Regions from separate parts of the Mus musculus genome. Here region 2 is linked to region 1. A link is a contact called in public Hi-C data. All regions are on one chromosome and are shown on one strand. The core of a region is the stretch at or near the end of the contact, and the rest is flanking DNA. Distances in the headings are between cores, read along the strand shown.

The links. A called contact is a pair of places that touch in the nucleus more often than the background predicts.
Region 2: a Hi-C map of myocytes shows a contact between it and region 1, with 3 times the contacts expected there. The contact joins two enhancer-like sites. A contact is called at or near these places in 5 of 484 Hi-C or Micro-C datasets (CD4 T cells, myocytes, psoas muscle and 1 more), 1 of 115 datasets of contacts at active chromatin or transcription factors (embryonic stem cells) and 1 of 9 other capture datasets (embryonic stem cells).

Annotation. Positions count from the first base shown.
Region 1 is chr6:91,530,163-91,532,737 of GRCm38.p6, forward strand. No RefSeq gene overlaps it. Among named protein-coding and RNA genes, the nearest start is that of Lsm3, 15 kb to the left of the region's middle. Within about 2 kb of position 1,304, at least 18 of the 459 cell types and tissues checked have an H3K27ac peak or open chromatin away from gene starts, as enhancers often do. A contact at or near this core is called in myocytes, where this site is marked.
Region 2 is chr6:91,619,147-91,621,721 of GRCm38.p6, forward strand. No RefSeq gene overlaps it. Among named protein-coding and RNA genes, the nearest start is that of Gm40387, 40 kb to the right of the region's middle. Within about 2 kb of position 1,290, at least 37 of the 459 cell types and tissues checked have an H3K27ac peak or open chromatin away from gene starts, as enhancers often do. A contact at or near this core is called in myocytes, where this site is marked.

The DNA.
Region 1 (2,575 bases), core at 54-2,553:
GAGTGTTTTTCAAAATGCAATCTCAGGTCAGTAGAAGCAGCAACAGTACCTGGAGATGTGTTAGAAACTCAATGTGCTTAGAACAATAGCAAAGCAAGACCTCCTTCCCAATTCCTAAGATACCAAATGAGCAATTTGGGGTATAGAGTCAGGAGCACACATTTAAACAAGCTCTGAGGTGACATGCCTACCAGGTTCTGAGAAGTACTGGCTTCCATCCTTCATGTTCAACCTGTCTTGTGGGTCGGGAGCACAAGAATTCCCCGAAGCTGTCAGAGTTCAGATTCCCAGTGCCATCCCCACTAGCAAACAAGACCTGTTGGATCAACTGTTCTTGGTGATTCATACATGTTAGGAATTGAGATGTCTCTCATCCCTGTCTTGAGGGACTCAGAAGCCATGAAACACTGGGAGAAGAGCCTGGCCTGCCTGGGTCTCACATCTTAATTATCTTTGCACACTGAAAGGCTCAGGCTTGGTAGAGAAAAGGCTCAGGCCAGGGCTGAGGCAAAGAAAGAACCAGAGAATCTTGAAACATCCTACTACGTCAGAGAGCAGGGGAAAACCTGCGGATGTAGCCCAGTCAGCAAAGTGCATGGCCCTGTAAGCACTAAGACTTAAATCTGATCCCTGTATTCACTCTAAAAGGCTGGACATGGTGGCGTGCGCTTGTAATCCTAGTGATGGGTAAACGGAGACAGCTGGATCCCTAGGGCTCCCTGGTGAACCAGCGTAACCAACTTGGGGAGTTCCTAGCCTGTGAGGGAATGTCTCAAAAATAGGTGAGCAGGCTGTGCCTGAGGATATCATTTGAGGTTATCCTCTGGCCTCTCCATACCCGCCTGCAAGTAAGTGTATCTGTACACATGCACACACGTGTGTGCACACCTACATACACACAAAGCAAGGAAACTTCAAAAATGAGGGTGATGCCAGCTCCAGAAGCCAGTTTAAAGAGTGGTCTGATTTTAGATGAATCTGATTGTAGTGATACAAACTATTAATGTGTGAATCTGTGATTTTGTAGTTATAAGATGATTATAGAAAGAAGTGTGAACACAAAAACTCCTTCTCACAGTAAAATACCAACTTCTAGAGTAGAGATTTGGTTCAGTGAGCCTTAGGGCACCCAAAACCCATGTGGGTAAGGGGCTTGGCCTTAGATTACGGTGCCATTGGGTGGCCGTGGGAACTCTAGGAAGCAAGACCCATTGGGAAGAACCTAGTAAAGTGAGGGCGTGACGTTGGGACCTGGCCCATCCCTCTGCTTTCTTTCTACCGTGGAGCAGGCAAACGGGTTGTCTGTGCCACATGCCTCCTCCATGAGATCATAGCTTACAATGGGCCCAAAGCAATAGGGGCCAAGTGATCATGGACTTTCACTTCTGAAGCCATGAGCTAAAATTATCCTTTCTTCTCAGATATTTTTTCAGGTGACAGAAAGCTGGCTAACCCACAACTACCAAGGAGAAGCAAAGATAAAGGCAATTGCCCATGAATGGTAAAAATGAATTAGGGCCCAAATAGATGGATGGTAAAAACGCCACCTCTTCTCCCAACAAGCGACATAGTCACTACTGAGAGGAGACCGATGGCAGAGTAGACCAGCGAGGTGGAGTCCTCCTTAACCCAGCTATCCCACAAATCAGCACCATGTGCCTCCTGCCACTGCACACTGCTGATTCCATATCACTCTGGTGGGTCTCCTTCCAAAACAGGTATAATCTCACCTGAATCCTTCAGAACTGTCAATCAAAACCCAAGTGGGAAGGCTTCCACAGAGAGGTCCTACCTGGCCACTCCTCCAGCCCGCCATACCACTCCACTCCCACCACTCCCAGGCCCCATCATCTATTTTTCTTTTCACATGTATTTAATTCTGTTTCTGTCTCTGTCTCTCTTTCTCTCTGTCTCTCTCTGTCTATCTCCCCCTCTGTCTTTCTATGTGTGTGTGTGTGGGGGGGGGGGGGGTTGAGGGGGACTACTCGTAGGAGTCAGACTTTTTCCAATATGTGTGTTCTAGGGATCGAGGCTAGGTCCTCAGGCTTATCAGCAGCCACCTTTACTGCTGAGCCGTGTTGCCGGCCCACATCACCTGTTTCGTCTTCTCCCAGCACTCTGTGTTGTAAACCATCTCTGTTTATATATATCTGTCTCCGTGTTTAGGGTCTCCTCCCGCCAGAATGTAAACTTCCTAAGCATGGAGAATGTCTCCATCTGATGCGTCCTTCAGACCGCAGGCGCCTCATGGATACATGTGGAACGATAAATGAAGAACCCGTTTCCCCATCTGCAGGACAAACAGCTCCGGGTCCAACAGCCAGGCTCTTTCCTGGTCTGACAATGAAATGAAGAATCTGAGGATGTGAGTGCTTCAGTGGAGTTCCGGGGACCTCTCTATGCTGCCTGGGCAGAGGTCAAGTTCAGTAGCTCACCCTGCCTTAGCCTCCAAGCACACATAGGCACATGCCACCATGCCTGGCTTGGGCCTCCGCTTTAACTCTTCCTTTCTCATATAACCCTCTCCCTGATCCTACAACCCCTCTGACAACGTTGAATTCAGTTCATTCTCGAT
Region 2 (2,575 bases), core at 40-2,539, 89 kb after region 1:
TACGATGGCTGGAGCCCAGGCAGCTGTCTTAGAGCCTTGTGAGGAAGGAAGAAATCACAAGACCCACCCCGTGACATCATTGAGCGCGGCAATGCCTGTGGTTATGTTGTTTTCACCTCTGACCATATGAGAAAAGTGTGAGTTCACTTACTAAGCCATCAGTGATCAGATTTACTGGGACTTACAAAGGAATGTTACTTTCTCTTTCTCTGAGGCAGGGTCTCCCTGCATAGCCTAGGCTGGCCTGGAACTCGCCATCACCCTGGTGTCAGCCTCTCAATCATTAGGATTCCAGATGCTCTGCAAGCAACCTTAATGGAGGTATTTTCTCATTGCATTTTCTAACATGGAGACATTTTTACCTTTGGCCCGAGTTTCCCGTTTATGGTCTCAGAACTTGGCCTTCAAGTCCTAGGTTTTGTTTTTTTTTTTTTTTTTTTTTAAATCCAGTGTTGGGACCAGTGAGCCTAATTTAGATTATGCAGATTCCTGTGGCCAGGGAGATGGGGCTGTGATTGGCCAGTTAGTACAGTCAACAATGAGCAGAAGGGATGGCTGTGCCCATTTGGACTTGCTTGAAAGTAGCCCCTGGGCAGCCTGGCCAACAACATCTCTGATAACCAGGTCGGGACACCCACAAGGTTCCATCCCTTGCCAAGGTTTGCCTGGGCCTAAGGACAGCTGCGCTGATTTTCTACATAGTCGGGAGACTCAGTTTACAGGAGTGGGTCAAACCTGGGCTCTGCCTCTTATTGGCTGGTGACTGTCTTTCCACCCAGCTGTCTTCTCCTCTGCCAGACAGGGACCTGGCAGGTTTGAGCCCTTCCTGACTTCAGGGCGCTTAAGCGCCAAGGGACAGATTCCATTCCTAACCCACCCCTTGCAGCCCTGCGGCCTCAGGCAGCCACATTGAATGTCTATCTCCCTCTCTATGATCCCAAGAGATATCAACCACCCAGGTTGCCTGGAGAGGAGGACACTTGAGACGACCCTGGACCACATGGAAGTGCTCAATAAATCCTAAAAATAAAGATGCAGTGGCCTACGGGAATGTGTGACGAATCTCAGGCAGCACTTCCGGAGCCTGGTGACAGAGGCAGATGCCAGGCATGTGGAGTCAGTGTCCCCATCCCCCAAAGGCGAGCATCCAGTAGGACAACAGAGGGTCTCTGGGAGCATGGATTCCAGTCTGCCAGCTCATGAGACAGCCTGGCAGTGTGGGGCAGTGGTGAGGGCCACTCCTTAGGAGGAAGGTACAGAGAGCCAGTCTGTCCATCACAGAGCTGGCAGCCTGCAGGGCCACACCCACGTGGGAGAGAGAGAGAGAGAGCACCAGGCCAGCACTTGGGCCCTGTCACCAACAGCTGCTCCTCTCAATGGAACGACCTTCTCTTTGTCCCCTAGGAAGCTGGACAGGGCAGGATGGTTTGTTCCATCTTGGCACCCAAGCCACCCTGCCCTTGCCACCTCCCAGTTTACAAATCAGGGGCTGTACTGAAGCCTCCTGGCCCAACAGGTGCATTGCCACATCAGGCCAGTCTCTGGGTGGAGATGCTGGAGTGGGGCCTGTGCTCATAGATGACTCAGGACAGGCTGCAGGCCCTGTGGGACTCACTCTCTTAGTAAGGGAACTGCTTGGCCTGAGGTCCTGCAGCCAACTTCTCACGTAGGTATCCCAATTTTCTTCTCATTGCCACCCCAGCAAGTTCTAATAATCACCTCTCTACAGAAGAAAGAAATGAAGGATCAGAGAGGTGGTCTAGCTTGCCAGCATCACACATCAAGAGGAGTCAAACCTGTCCAGTTTGCCCAAATCTGTCCAGCACAAATCTGTCCCATCCCCAAATATGGCCTCTTACTTCTGAGTAACTTAGTCTCCAAGAACTAAGCAAAATGTCAAAATGGCACCACTGTAGCCAGGGAAGCAGCTCTACTGGACATCAGAGAATGTCTCTTCTTTTCCCAGACTACCTTAGGCCTGCCCTGGAGGTCACACCCTCCTCCCTCTTACAAACTGGGTTCCCCAACTTTCCTCTTAAGCCTTTAGCAGGCACCTCCTGCTCCAGGAAGATCCCCTGCTTCCACTTGTCATCTCCCACACAGCCTTTCTCTCAACCCAGGTATCTCCCCCAGAGGGGTCTAAACTCCAGAGAATGAGACTGTTGCAGGTAATTGGTCCTCTGTGTTCCAAGGGACCAGATTCCTGATGTATAGTAGATGCTAGGTAAATATTTGTGGAGTAAGTGACCAAGCAAAAATCATCCCACCCCAAGATCTTTCAGCAGGAGACTGCTTCTCTGGGCACCGGGGAACAGAAAAGGACATCCCACAAGCCCCAGTAGTTCAGGACTGCCTCTCCAGACCTTGCCTGCTGACCCGGGTTCGATAGGTCTTCAGAGCCCCATAGCCTATGCCATTCTTTCCTGTCAGCTCACCATAATTCATGCCTAACCTCTGGCATGCCTGGGCTACCCAGAGGCCACAGGTCCTGGTGCTAAGTTTAGTGACTTCTGAATGTCACTGTGAAATTCCAGACAGAGCTGAGGGTTAGTGGCACATTCCTGGGGCCTTTCTC